5 separate regions of the Sus scrofa genome follow, and all the other regions are linked to region 1. Evidence: chromatin contacts called from public Hi-C and HiChIP or PLAC-seq data. All regions are on one chromosome and are shown on one strand. Each heading gives the region's core, a stretch centred on a gene start, on an enhancer-like site or on the middle of the called end of the contact. The rest is flanking DNA. Distances are from core to core; before and after follow the strand shown. Region 1 holds the start of HMGB1 (high mobility group box 1). Region 2 has its middle 63 kb from the start of ALOX5AP. Region 3 overlaps LOC106505250 (a long non-coding RNA gene). Region 4 holds the start of LOC102165571 (formin-like protein 3). Region 5 overlaps LOC102159067.

Evidence for each region. Hi-C and Micro-C count contacts between places; a contact is called where the count stands out from the background. HiChIP or PLAC-seq counts read pairs in DNA pulled down with a chosen protein or histone mark.
Region 2: a contact with region 1 is called in an H3K27ac HiChIP or PLAC-seq map of skeletal muscle, with 3 times the contacts expected there. The contact joins the enhancer-like site here to the promoter of HMGB1 in region 1. A contact is called at or near these places in 6 of 47 Hi-C or Micro-C datasets (embryonic fibroblasts, fetal skeletal muscle, heart right ventricle and 2 more) and 2 of 2 datasets of contacts at active chromatin or transcription factors (alveolar macrophages and skeletal muscle).
Region 3: a Hi-C map of alveolar macrophages shows a contact between it and region 1, with 2.9 times the contacts expected there. The contact joins the enhancer-like site here to the promoter of HMGB1 in region 1. A contact is called at or near these places in 1 of 5 promoter capture datasets (liver), 20 of 47 Hi-C or Micro-C datasets (adipose tissue, alveolar macrophages, brain and 13 more) and 2 of 2 datasets of contacts at active chromatin or transcription factors (alveolar macrophages and skeletal muscle).
Region 4: an H3K27ac HiChIP or PLAC-seq map of alveolar macrophages shows a contact between it and region 1. The contact joins the promoter of LOC102165571 here to the promoter of HMGB1 in region 1. A contact is called at or near these places in 4 of 47 Hi-C or Micro-C datasets (embryonic fibroblasts, heart right ventricle, mesenteric adipose tissue and 1 more) and 2 of 2 datasets of contacts at active chromatin or transcription factors (alveolar macrophages and skeletal muscle).
Region 5: a contact with region 1 is called in a Hi-C map of fetal skeletal muscle, with 3 times the contacts expected there. The contact joins the enhancer-like site here to the promoter of HMGB1 in region 1. A contact is called at or near these places in 6 of 47 Hi-C or Micro-C datasets (embryonic fibroblasts, fetal skeletal muscle, liver and 3 more) and 1 of 2 datasets of contacts at active chromatin or transcription factors (alveolar macrophages).

Annotation. Positions count from the first base shown.
Region 1 is chr11:7,198,193-7,200,892 of Sscrofa11.1, reverse strand. HMGB1 (high mobility group box 1) reads left to right here and starts at 1,370. Exons shown (of 4, transcript NM_001004034.1): 1 at 1,370-1,527; 2 at 1,738-1,883; 3 at 2,377-2,551. The coding sequence starts at 1,378.
Region 2 is chr11:7,473,373-7,476,072 of Sscrofa11.1, reverse strand. No RefSeq gene overlaps it. Among named protein-coding and RNA genes, the nearest start is that of ALOX5AP, 63 kb to the right of the region's middle. Within about 2 kb of position 1,397, at least 17 of the 83 cell types and tissues checked have an H3K27ac peak or open chromatin away from gene starts, as enhancers often do. A contact at or near this core is called in fetal skeletal muscle, omental adipose tissue and skeletal muscle, where this site is marked.
Region 3 is chr11:6,942,017-6,944,716 of Sscrofa11.1, reverse strand. All of the region lies in intron 2 of LOC106505250 (a long non-coding RNA gene), which reads left to right. Among named protein-coding and RNA genes, the nearest start is that of KATNAL1, 120 kb to the left of the region's middle. Within about 2 kb of position 1,341, at least 31 of the 83 cell types and tissues checked have an H3K27ac peak or open chromatin away from gene starts, as enhancers often do. A contact at or near this core is called in adipose tissue, alveolar macrophages, omental adipose tissue and 1 more, where this site is marked.
Region 4 is chr11:6,761,879-6,764,578 of Sscrofa11.1, reverse strand. It overlaps LOC102165571 (formin-like protein 3), which reads right to left and starts at 1,435. Exons shown (of 2, transcript XM_005668309.3): 1 at 1-1,435. The coding sequence starts at 1,410. The coding sequence ends at 841. It overlaps UBL3 (ubiquitin-like protein 3), which reads left to right and starts at 967. Exons shown (of 5, transcript XM_003130919.4): 1 at 967-2,097. The coding sequence starts at 2,071.
Region 5 is chr11:7,643,859-7,646,558 of Sscrofa11.1, reverse strand. All of the region lies in intron 9 of LOC102159067, which reads right to left. Among named protein-coding and RNA genes, the nearest start is that of TEX26, 73 kb to the right of the region's middle. Within about 2 kb of position 1,363, at least 16 of the 83 cell types and tissues checked have an H3K27ac peak or open chromatin away from gene starts, as enhancers often do. A contact at or near this core is called in fetal skeletal muscle and liver, where this site is marked.

The DNA of each region.
Region 1 (2,700 bases), core at 121-2,620:
CCGTGCGGGGGCGGCGGGCCGCGCGGGCCGCGCGGAGGGAGACGGGGAGCGGCGGGTCGGGGGCGCCTCCCGGGGCGCCCCCCCCCCCGCGACGGGGGGAGGGGGAGGGTCCGGCGCGCGCCCCCCGCCCCTCCCCCCGGCCGTCATGGCCGAGTGTGTGCGCCAGAGCGCGGCGCGCACCCCGCCCGCCTGCTCGCACTCACACACACACTCACACGCTCACACACATACACACACACACACAAAGGGAAGGAGCCATATTCTCGCTCGCGCTCGCCCTCGCGGCGGCGGCGGCGGCGCAGGCGGGGAAGACGCGCAGCGGCCATTCCGTGCGCGCCGGGCCCGGCGGCCGCGGGCGGAGCCAGCCCCCATTTCGAGCGGGGCTGCTCCCTCCGCCGAGCTGACAAAATGGGGGAGGCCGGCGGGCCTGCGCGGGGAGGCGGGCGGGCGCACGTGGCGGCCCCGCGCGCGGCGCCGGCCTGGAGGCCGGGCCGAGGCCCCGCCGCCCCGGGCGGCCTCCCCTCGCTGCCCCGAAGTTGGCGGGCGGGGGGCCCCAGTGGCGGGAAGGTGTGCAGAGCCCGCCCCGCGCGCGCCCCAACTTTCACGGCTTTAAAAAAACACTCCCCTGGTGGTGGGGGGGGAGCGAGCTGTGAGCAGGAGTGGCTTTTGTCCCTCATCCTTGTTTACTCGAAGAAACTTCAGACCGGACGTGTTTAGTCAGAACTGAAATACATCTCGGGGCCAAAGCGATAGGAAGCTGCCTGGCGGTGGCAGCCGCGCAAATAGCACCGCCACCCCCAGCCTGGGTCCGAGCGCCGGAGCTTCCCCTTGCTCCCTCCTCCTAGCAAAGTTTTGTGCCAGAGAATATTTTAAAGTAATCCTTGGGAAAACTTTAGATGGGCGGTGATTTTGGCCCGTGATTTGGAAAGGTCTACTCACGTTGGCTCTTACCTATTTATTCCTTACGTGGTGCAGATCCATGTATCGGAAGCATTACTTTTCTGACCTTCAGTTTTGTTTGATTTTTAAAATCGTTTTTTTACCTTTAAATTTTTTTTTTTAGTGACTGGTTGGGTATTCGTCCAGAACAGATTTAGGCAGACAAGTAATAAATGCTGTATGAGTATACCCTTGTGTCTATACTTTTTTTCAGATCACACTGAAGAACCGTTTTTTGCTTGGTGTGGCCTTTTCTAGGAATTGGCTATCACTGCCATTTTCTTGCTTGATATTATGAGGGGTTAATGCCATTGCTGTATTAAATAACCAGTGCCTTGCTTTTTTTTCATTCACTCCCCAAGTGAAAATGCTCTTAGGTACCATAAATTTCATTCTTAACACCAATATTTAAATTTTTTTTTAGAAAAATAATTAAACATGGGCAAAGGAGATCCTAAGAAGCCAAGAGGCAAAATGTCATCATATGCATTCTTTGTGCAAACTTGCCGGGAGGAGCATAAGAAGAAGCACCCAGATGCTTCAGTCAACTTCTCAGAGTTTTCTAAGAAGTGCTCAGAAAGGTGGAAGGTAAGAGGGCTTAAGACCAACTAAGGTAATAAAGAGTGAAGTCTAACTGGAATTTTTTTTTAAAAGCCTCAGTACAATTTGCATAATGCCAGTGGTGATAGAGCAGGCTACTAAATAGTCAAGGACACTGGTTTAATTCATTTTAATACTTAGGACATTTTATTAAAATTTCATTATCAACTTAAGTTTACCAATTTGTTTTTTCTGTAGACCATGTCTGCTAAAGAGAAAGGAAAATTTGAAGACATGGCAAAGGCGGACAAGGCCCGTTATGAAAGAGAAATGAAAACTTACATACCTCCTAAAGGGGAGACAAAAAAGAAGTTCAAGGATCCCAATGCACCCAAGAGGCCTCCGTAAGTAACTTGCCTGTTTTTATTTTCAAGAAGCGTTGTGTGGTAGAATCAGACAAATTTAGCAAGTCACCTTGTGGATTTGGAGCCTGTAATGAGAGTTTCGTAGCTGATATTTTCTTATTGGTATATTTAAATACTGTAAATAAAACTTGGATGGCCCGTTTTAGCCAGAGTAGTGCAATTAGATACTGGCTTTCTTCACCCAATATATCTGAATGTAATTCTGGTCTCATTCTTTTATTTCTTGAGGAATATCCAACTGAAATAATGTTCAGAATGTTCTTTTGGAACTCTTAGCAATAATCAATAGTATATGTTCACTTAGTATCATAAGTTAATTATGTAATTAAGCTTTGGTTATGAGGTGTATTTAACCTGTTATGATATTTGTACCCTGTCAAATGCATGGTAAAAAATTAGAAGCAACTTCTACATAGCAATACAATGTACTTGTTTGAAACTCGTAGTTTTAAAATTGAATTTCTCTTTTTAGTTCGGCCTTTTTCTTGTTTTGTTCTGAGTATCGTCCAAAAATCAAAGGAGAGCATCCTGGCCTATCCATTGGTGATGTTGCAAAGAAACTGGGAGAGATGTGGAATAACACCGCTGCAGATGACAAGCAGCCTTATGAAAAGAAGGCTGCTAAGCTGAAGGAGAAGTACGAAAAGGTAGGAAGTATGGATTTGCTTGGTGTAGTCCTGAAAGGGTATGCCAGATGTTAGATGAATGACTACACTTGATACTTAATCTTAATTTCCTGTTTTATGGTTTCTAAGAGTTTGAGGTGTGATGCAGTTTTTAGTGTAACAGTTGTTCA
Region 2 (2,700 bases), core at 148-2,647, 280 kb before region 1:
TAGGTAACAAACCTGCAGCTGCTTTTCTAACAAACTGTTGATCAGCAAAAATAAAGGGACTACAGAAACACTCATTTTTCTGGGGTTCCCTTTTGGGCCTCATGCAAAGACCATTCTGTGTAAATGTACAGTTAACTCTGATTTGGAAATCTGAAAATCAGTCCATCCTTGTCATAAAATTTTTTTTACAATTGTAATTATATTGATGTTCATATTGTGTAAAATAACTCATTTAATAAAGTAGTACTTTGATTTAAAAAAGAGAGAAAGACTCAGGAGACCTATTGAGCAATTGCAATAGAGAAACCTTGTTAAGATCTGGATTCAGACAAACTGGGGGGCAGGGGGGGCACTCAAAACATGATGACCATTGATAAGACAGCTGGAAACACTGAATACTAACTGGATATTTTATGATATATATTTTTAGTTATGAACATGATATTGCACTTTTACGCCTAAAATTAGAGTCTTCTTTTGGAGATCAATACTGAAATATGAATACGGATGAAATAATTTGTTGATTACCACTTGCTTCCAAGAATCCGGGGGAAGGAGAAAGAATAGGGGGCGAGATGAAACAAGATCTACCATGAGTTGATTTTGGTTGAAACTGGGTGATGGAGAGAGGAAATCCTTGATTCGCAGGGTCAGAAAACTATGGCCTGGGAGCCAGATTTAGCCCACCAGTTATTTTTGCACTGCTTATGAACTAAGAGTTACTTTTACATTTTTTAAATGGTAGAAAAAAAATAAAAAGAAGATTTTGTAACACGTGAAATCATATGAAACTCAAGTGTTAAGTGTCCACAAATCAAATTCTACTAGAACCTAGCAACATCATTGATGAACCATCTGGTTCATCTGGGGCTGCTTTTGTGCTGTGATGGCAGAGTTGAATGTTGAGGCCAAGGAAAATAATGGTTGTCCATGGAATTTTCAAAGAATTCCCTCCTTTTACCATTCAGCAAAACACACCCCCTGCCTCACCTAAACTCCTGGATCCCTCCTGCTCTTCAACTCAGAAGATGTCTGCTACACTATGAAATAACATTTTTCACTGAATTAATCTTGACCTCAAGTGCAGGATGGAAATTGCAACATTAGCACATACATGGCTTGGCAGCCCCAGCTGGATTCTCATATGAAATTCTCCACCCCAAGCCATTCTTTGATGATCTGCGCCCGGCTGTTAGTCAAGCAAATGAAACTGTATATTAAAGCTACTTACAGTTTTCTTGACAGTGACAGCTGTACCTTTACAGCTGGGTGGGGCTCTCATGAAAGCCTGACAGTGCAGACCCACTCCTGGTGATTCTGAATCCAGTGGTGCGTGCTAGTGCAGCCCAGGACCTCCGCAGAGAATTTCTGCTGACGTCAGGTTAACCACTGGGCAACGGACCCACTAGGAAACAGGGCCTTGGACTCCAGCCTTGGCTCCACGCAGCCCACTCTGCAGACGTCCCTGGGGGTTGGTTCTCGTGACACATCAGTCCTCAGGCTGGGGTCTCGGGGGAATTAGCTGGGTGGGAGAGGAAACCGGTGGAAGGAGCTGCTGATGGAGCCACCGCGGCTGCCCGGTGGCTGGCGTCGTCTGTTGGAAGCGATGCGGCTTGTGTGACAAAGACTGTTTCGACTGCTCTGTCACTGCTCCTTGGGGCAGAGCTTGGCTACTGCCTGCTGGTGTCAGAGAGTGGGTCAGGCTGGCCCGGTCACAAGCGGCATTGACCCCACCCCCTCGCTGGCACCCGGGGCAGGCAGTTTCAGCCCCAAACGGCTGCGCACCAGGTCGTTCTGTTCCCTGACCAGTTTCCCCAGTAGGTTACTCCCCCTGATGCTGGCTCTCTGGCAGCAGTGGGCTGACTCTGCTCCTCCAGGTCAGAGGATGGAAACCTCCAGCAGCCATGATCAGGTCCACTTCCCCACAAGCCTGGCTCCGGCCTTTAATGTGGCCGGAAGCCCTGCAGCGTGTCTGGTGCCGAGGTTGGAGGAGGTGAAGCGGTTGAAGGCCCCACTGGGCTGGGCTCAGCCTGGAGCAGACGGCCACCCACTCAGGGGGAGGCTGGAGGGAGGCCATCTGTAAAAGTTCCAGAGTATCCTGGATGAAGCTGGAGTTGGGCCCTTTTAAACAGAAAGGCCAGGCAGCAGTGAGAAGCTGAAATGAGAATAAAAGACAAAATTCTCACCATGGCCCAGGGCCTGCTCAGTTTGGCCTCTTTTTTTCTCCCTCATTTTATGCCACTTTCCCACAGCCCCCACCTAGTCTCAGAGTGCTCTCTATTCGGCTGCTCAAACATGTACAGCTGCAGCCCCAGGACTTTGCACATGCTGCACCCTCCGCCTGGAATGTTTGAGGTCCCTCCTCCACAACTTTCTTGCCCTCCCAGTCCTGCCGTTCACCATGCTCAGGCTGTAGCCCACCTTTCCCTTCCCTTGGGCCCTAGGGGAGCGCTCCCTCTCCCTTACACTTGCCCACGGTTGTTGTGTTTCAGACTTTTGGGGTCCTTCAAAGCCCCAGATACAACTCACAGTTGTTTCACTTATTGTTTTATGTATTCATTTTTGTCTCCATCTCCCACACCTAGATTATAATTGTAATTTCCTTCAGGACAGGCATTCTGTCTTGACTTATTTTCTCTGGCACACCCAGCAGCTAGCATAGGGCCTAGACATAGCAGGTGCTCATTAAATGTTTCGTGC
Region 3 (2,700 bases), core at 92-2,591, 260 kb after region 1:
TTTCAGGCTTGAGGACCCTGCGGATGAGGCCACTGTTTCTGCTTGGCCGGGCGCGCATTCGTTTTCACTGAACCGTGGCTTCCCAGCTGAAGCGGTCAAGCCTAGCGGTTCAGACCACGGCGGGAAGACACTTAAATCCGGGTTTAAATGCAGCTTCTGCAACGTGCCAGCCGTGCACATCTTGGGAAGGTATTTAACCTCGTAAAGCCTTCGTTTCTTAGGCTGTAAAGTGGGGAATCATACCGAGTTGTGGCGATTCAATAAAATGATACCAGTAAAGCACAAAGCACAGGAGGTGGCACCTAGAAATGCTGCGGAAACTCTTCCTATTTCAGTAAGATCTGAAGGGGAGGGGGGGAGGCAGTGACTGGTTTCCTGGGGCGGTCACTGAAGTATCTGTGATCACTATTTTAAAATAGCCTTACCGTGTGACCTTTGACCTTTAGCCCTCTCTGCTGCTGCTGAGGTTCCCCGGGGGAACCTGAGGTGCTGCAGAAGCCCTACCCCCAGGGTCATTCGCTGCGGCTTCTGCAAGATAAACAGAAACCACAATCGAGTCTGCTGCTCTTTACAGAAGCTAGTTTTAGAGTCCTGGCTTCATAATAACCCTGGTACCACTTCCTCTTTTGCCCCCACTCTTCCTTTGGTGGTTTAGTTACAAAAGGACAAGTCAACCTAAGACACTATATAAGTCATCCACCAGCGATGGAATCGGGTGGTGAGATCTGAAGCTGAGAAAAGGTCTGAGTCCAGCTGCATCCCTTGCTGCTGAGGAAGTTAATGGACCTCTTTGGTTTCCAGAAGTCCCAGGGATCCCGGGACATTCAGGACACAGACGCCGCCGCCCCCCCCCACACCAACCAGAGAGCCCCCTCTGGCTGGGCTGTGGCCTGGACTGGGGACAGTCACACATACCATGCCCATCAGCTTCAGGAGTGGATGGCAAACACCGCCGAGTGGAAAGTAACTACAGGACAGAAGGACAGAGGAGGGAAGGGAACCCAGGAAGCCGCACCCACTGCTCTATTAAAAAGGCTCTGGTGGCAGCGAGGACTTGAGGGGGACAGTCAGGGAAAAGCAGAAATCCAGGGGAAGGGATGGGAGGGGAGACTGGTGGGGGTGGGGCTGGGAGGAGAGGTCACAGGGGTCCCGCCCTAGCCTGGCTCACCCAAGGAGGGGCAGGGGACTCGATTCCCCCCCCACACAAGGCTCTCTGATCAGCCTCTGGGCAACTCTTGCTCGTCCTTGGACCTCGGACCCCCTCCCAAACACCGATCTCCCTCGATCAGGGCGGGTCTGGACCCTCCTTGCGGTCCTCACACCGAGCCCCACCTCCAAACCTCAGTCTGCCCTGAGCTTGATTCAGCCAGAGCCGGATGATGAAGGTGCGTGTGTGCTGATGACCTTGACAAGCCGTTTGTTTCTTCACCAGCCTTTTCTTGCCTTTTCAACAGAGGCAAAGGCTAAGAGATGTGTTTGCAGTTGGTGGTGGTACGATCTCTGCTTAGCCAAGCTCTTTTAAATCTGCTTCCTCCGGAAAACAGCAGCTCCAGGTGCCGAGCTCTCTGCCTTAAACGAGGAGAAGCCGCCCTCTGCTGGTCACACGTGGTAATGCCACACACTGCCTTGGAGAAACAGGAGCTGCCGCCCTCGACTCCCCCAGAGAAAGTGGGCAATCCTTGAAATGTTAAAAGCTGCGGTTTTCCCTCTCCCCTTTTCTCCTTTATTCATTTTCTTCCCTAGTGCCGGTCCTCTCCCATGCCTGCCGAAATTCCAACTGTGGACGCTGAATGTCTCTTGAAAGCTTACTCTATGTGTTGGATAAAATTTCATCTCAGAAGACAAGAAAAAGGTTAACAATTATAGGAGAGGAGACAGAAAATAATTACCAAATTCTCAGAACTCAGACGCAGCACCAGGGTTCCATAGGTTTAGAACTGATCATTTATTTCAATGTAACATAGAAATAATTATCCCTGGAGGGGGCCCGTCTCCTCTTTAACACACAAGTGAATGAATTTATTAATCACTGATATTTAACAGGAAGGCGTGAGCATTGCTATTTGTGGCTGGATTTGGTTAAACTTGAGTCTTCTGGTAAAACTTGGCTTTTGGTCTGGGCCTGCGTGGCTGGCATGGCCTGACGGCTCCCATGCCTCTGACAACCTTGACTTATTCCTCATGCCCAGGTCCAGAGCTCGGATCAAGGCTGTTAATGTCTGGTTTTATCCCGATCATGTTAAATAATTTAAACTATAAAAGATACCCAGGGCTTCCCATTGTAGCTCAGCAGGTTAAGAACCCAGCTATATCCATGTGGATGCAGGTTCGATCCCTGGACTTGCTCAGCGGCTTGGGGATTCGGCGTTGCCACAAGCTGCAGTGTAGGTCACAGATGCAGCTTGGATCTGGCATTACTGTGGCTGTGGTGTGGGTCGGCAGCTGTAGCTTTGATTCAACCTCTAGCCTGGGAATTTCCATGTGCCCACAGACCTCAAAAACAACAACAAAAACTCCTTAAAGATGGGCAGGCCCCCTTAGGGCTCCCAGACTCAAACACAGAAGGTGGTCTGTTTGTAAAAGAGACATGAATTTTTGGAGGGTTGGACTAATTTAGTCTTTAAAGTCCTTCTAAGCTGAGCAGCTATAATGAAAGGCAGCAAGAGATCGGGTTCCTTTTAATTTGCCGTGTGCCTTTGG
Region 4 (2,700 bases), core at 186-2,685, 440 kb after region 1:
CTGGAAGGTAGGCAAGACTGTTTTACAGGTGAAATCACAGAGCTGTCGGTTAGAGAGGAGGCTTTCAGACTCTAAATCCATTGGCATTTTTGTACAGGTGTCTTATTGAGGCAACCCTGCCTAAAATACTCGGAGCACTGAGAGATGTAAGTGGAGAGTCAGATAGACATTTGTGGTCTCTGCGTTCTGTTCCTAAATCTGGGGGAGATCTTGTCTGCATCTAGCTCTCTCACAAATGGTATTATTTTGTGCTGTTTGCTAACCACGGGCAGGTGTAGACGTTTTCAATTACATTTTGAATTGAAATAGCATTTCAGGGCTAGCCTGGTAAGCCCCATGTGGTTCGTAGTAGCTATTTCCTGATAGAGATTAGAAACTACTGTTTGTAATACAGTTTTGGGTTCATATATTGTTGTATCTAATACAGTTTTTGGTAATTTCAATTAACTAGATTGTAGCTTTATGGCCCTGGGTCTTCAAGAAACAATGTTCAAACATTCTCCCTGCTTAATGATATCCTTACTGTTGTTGAACTTCTATGACCTTATTGGAAATCAATGATTGCTTCTGATCTTCCAAATGTCTGGTTGAGGAGAGACCAAGATGAAATCACTATACAGAATGCTTTGAGATTGCAGGATGTGGAGAGCGTACTGTCGTTAAAATGAATGATTCCGCTTGGAGGTAAACCATATTTTAACTCTGCATGTGTAGTGTGCATGAAGGAATTTCTCTGTGCAGAGTGATTTTCCCCCAATAATTTGCAGGATCACAGCACTCCCAGTAGCAGGTATCACCTAGCTCGTGCGCAGTCGCTCGGCTAAAGCGAGCTTTCCTCTCCTAGCAACTGTTGCTAAGAGAGGCGTGGCTTCGGAGTCCCGCGAGGAGGCGTTCGGGGGCCTCAGCGCGTAGACTACACTTCCCGTGATGCTCGAGGGTGGTCTTGGTGGTGACGCACTTAGTGTCCGCGGAGCGGGAGGGGGAGAGGGAGCGTGAGGGCCAGGGCGGGGGCGGCGGCCGCGAAGGGGGCCCGTGCTTTCTCCGAGTCGCAGACTCGCGCTCGGGCAGCCGCCGCCGCCGCCGCCGCCATGTTGGCTTGAGGGCCGATGACTGGGGGCGGCTGCGGCGCCGGGGACTGAAAAGTGGAGGAGGAGGCGGAGAGACAGAGCTCTGAGAGGAAACCCTTCCCGGGCTGAGAGGAAGGACCCGGCCTCTTCCGGGGACCAGCCGAAGTCGGCGTCGCGGGGAGCTCGCGAGGCCGGGGAGGGGAGGGGAAGGCGGAGACGGGGGAGGCGGAGGCGGCAGAGGAGCGCCGAGAAGCCGGAGGCGATGCGCCCCGAGCCCCGCGGCTGCCCCGAGGCGCCCGCGGCCTGAGCCCCGACGGGCCGTGGGGTCTCCAGCCCGCCTCATCTCCCCGCGCCCCCGGTTCGCCGCTCGGCTGCCCGGCCCGGGCTTGCGCTGCGGCTCCCAACGAGTTAAATGCCCTTGAGCGCGGGTTTCCGCGGCCCGGCTCGCAGCCCCGGCCGCGCGAGCTGAGCTGTTTCCCCGCGCCGCCCGCCGGGGGACGCGTCCATGTGTAGCCACATAGTTATCTGTGTACCTCGGCGCCGGGGCATTCGCCTCCTGCTTAATGAGGACTTGACTCGGGAGCAAGTGTGAATCACTGCCGGGCTGGGAGAGGAGGCAGGCGATTTAACCCCCTCCCACCCCGCTCCATGTCCGTGTGTCACTCGGCTCGGTCCACCTGGCGCGGCCGGTCCTGGGGCGGCTGCTGTTGCTGCGGCGGCTGCTGACGACGACGACGGCGGCGGGGCTGCCGCTGCCACCCCGAGAGTTCCCTCCCGCTCCGGCCGCTCGGCTCCCGGCGACTGTTCCTCTTCGCTCGGAACCTCGGCCAGGCCGGCACTTGGGCTCCGAGAGAACTTATTTTTTTTTGGAAAGCACAGCTCGAACCGTTCAGGATCCCGAAGGTTGATTTCCGTAGCCCGAAGACTTCTCTTTTTGGTTCGTCTTTTTTGATTTTTTTTTTTTTTTTCTTCGCCAGTATCTGGGTCTATCTCAAACGGCAAGATGTCCAGTAATGTCCCGGCGGATATGGTAAGTGAAGGATAAGAGTTACGACACCCTTTGATTTACTTGTGGTTTCCAATCTTTTTTAATCGGAAAGGCTGCAGGCGTGGGGTGAAGGTTGCTGGCGGGGGACGGTTGAAAAGCCGCGGTGCGGGGACGTGGCTTTGGCCAAGTTGGGGGTTCTGCTGGCCCTCGTGTGGGAAGTACTGCTTCTAATACGGTTTTTCTCGTCGGGCTGTGTTTTCTACATGATTAAAGACGATGGAGAAGTTGGGAAAATGTAGCAAGGTGGCTCGAAGTGGCGAAGAGCTCTTCCTCTTTGCTAGCAGTCTCTGAGCACTGGTGTCTTGGAGCTTCTGAAAACGTCAGTGGCCGTGGGCAGCGCTGAGGACGGATGTCCCTACAGATACCGAGGTGGCCAGGAAAACGGGGATCTTGGCTCGGTGACACGGGTGGTTAATGCAGTGGGTACTAGCTTGCTATTTCCAAGAGCACAGCCGCAGTATCCGGTCGAGGGAAGACTCGATTAGGATTTGCTGTGAGCTTTCTGAAACGTCTGGGTGAACAAGGATGGCAGGCAGAAATATGAACACGTTTTGGAATTGTCACAAATCTAGGCTGACTCGATTT
Region 5 (2,700 bases), core at 114-2,613, 450 kb before region 1:
TTTTTAAGTTCCTGGGCAGATTGAGAGGAACGGCTTAGATAAACGAAGGCAGAAGAATCATGCGATCTGTCTTGGTAGCAAAAACGCTGAGACACAGCAGCTGCATTTAAAAAGAGCGATTTGCTAAATGAGTGGCCGGCTACGTTCCAGATGGCCAATGTGACACAGGGCTTGGAGGGATTCTTTATTCAATCCTGCATCTGTCTAGACCGAGACATGAAAGGCCAGGTTATAGTTACTGCAGAAGCAGCAGCAGCAGCAGCAGCAGCAGCAGCTTTGAAACTCTTACATAAAACATGCTCGGTACCACCAATGAGGCCGCTTGGCCGGAGATCAGCTGGAGAGGATGCGGCAGCATGGCGTGCGTGCAGCCTCAAGGAAAGCCAGCGTCTCAGCTGAATGACAGCCAGCTGGATGGGGCTCTCCCTGTGCAGGTCTGCTTGCTGTATCACTTCCCCCACCTCCCTTGTGTACGAGGGAAGGTGCTCTTAGTAGGAGGAAGCACTGGGATGAGGTCAGAAAGCAGAAATATTGGTTGTGTTCTATTTGCCTTCTTTATATGCACTTTTAAAACTTTTCCCATGTATTTTGTCTTGATTTTTCTAGTTAGGTTGTCAAATTTCCAAGATGGACGAAAGAATACTCTTAGCTTCTGCCTACAACTCCACTCTGTTTTTCCTTATTCCTGTCCCTAGCATTTAATTCAGTCCTGGCCCTAGTAGCTCTTTAGAGATGACAGCTCAAAGATGCTGGCTGAGGAGGCCAGGGGTAGACAGAGGACCACTCAGTTCTGGGGCCTCGAGGTCTATGAGACATGCTGACTGACTGACTTAAACTAGCTCAGGCACTTGATGAGCGTTTTGCCCAACTTTCATGCAACAGGCAGCCACAGAGCTTCACTGGGCTGGAATGGGGACTTATAGGGAGGCAGTTCTATTGACCTATTTTTCTCCAATGAGTTATACCCCAAGCCTACTTCTTCTTCTTTTTATTGCTTTTTAGGGCCAAACCTGCAGCATATGGAAGTCCCCAGGCTATGGGTCTAATCCAAGCTGTAGGCGCTGGCCCACACCACAGCCACAGCAACATGGGATACGAGCCTCTTCTGTGACCTCCACCACAGCTCACAGCAATTCAGGATCCATAACCTACTGAGGAAGGCCAGGGTTGGAACCAGATCCTCATGGATAATAGTTGGGTTGGTAACCCGCTGAGCCACAACAGGAACTCCCAAGCCTATTTAATTTTTATTATTGGATTGAAAGTTTCCATGGGTTGAAGCTTTCACTGTGTTCTGAGAAGCCATTCAAGGTCACAGCTGGAATGTTCTGACTGGTCAGTAAACAAGGCTGCTTCCTCCTCCCCACTTCCCCTTCCCCTACCCCTCCACCCCAGAACTCTCTGGACCTCCACACTGGACCTCCACACTGGACAGCAGCTTCATTTTTTGCTAAGGAGGAAAAGTTTAACCTGATGAATCACCAGCAGCACTTCCTGTGACATTCCACGGAAAACTACAGTTTGCTTAAGAAAAACTCTGAAGTACTTCAGCTACTGCGGTTTCTGATCTACACAGAAATGGAAAAATTTGAGTTCTTCTCTAGGCTGATACACCGAAGCTATTCCACCAACATTTTTCTCTCTTGGAAGTTCCCAATTATCAGCACTACATCTACCCTATAATCAGCCTGAAATACTTAAATGAACAGGGATGTCCTGGGTGGGGGGGTGGAATATAGCATTACCTCCATGCCAATCTCATCCACGTACCGCTTTTTTTTTTTCTTTTTTTCTTTTTGCTGCAACTGCAGCATATGGAAGTTCTTGGGGCCAGGGATCAAATCCAAGACACAGCTGCAACCTATGCCACAGCTGCGGCAACACCAGATCCTTAACCTACTGCACAGTGGCCTGAGCCACTGCTGCACAGACAATGCCAATCCTTAGTCTGCTGCACCACCGTGGGAACTCCAAAATAGCACTTATGCAACCATCTCTTCCCAGTTTCCTCATCTGTACCACTAAGCACAGAAAATGATTTGAAGGGCTATTTTTTAGTTCTCTCAGGGATGGCATCTAATTAGCATCATTCTAGACGCCTGGATGCAAAGCTAATCCACACACACAAAGGATGCCTTTGGACACAGTTGACCTTGACTTTATTGATGGAGATCTTTATGGCAAGAGTCTTTATGATGATGGAAAGGGAGTTATTCTAGTATCAATAATATTCTAGCAGCAGATATGCCAAGAGGTCAGAGCAATGAAGTCGCTGAACTCTTGAGATGATTACAAATCTTTCAAGTTCTTGTTAAGAGCAAATAGCTCAGAAGGGTATAAAAGGAGATTACTGCCCTTCTTAAGAAACCGGTTAGCATGCTGAACATAACACTGATGAATATTATCAAATGATCTTCAAGTGCACAAGCCTGGGCTAGATGCAACAAAAGAAGAAGCCCAAGGAAAGTCGCTCGTGGAGACAGCCTTTGTGATATGATGATGATGAACTGAGTTTCCCTTGCTTTTGTCGCCATGTTGCCAGTGTAGCTTCCCTTATGCTCATCCCTGATTCCAAACTGTGAAGACTCTGAAAGCCGATGAAGGATGGTGAGGCGATGTTAGGTGAGACAGGCACAGCCAATGCTTCTGAACTTATTTCCCTCTGGAGCACAACTCATCACTTTGCTAGATGGCAACATG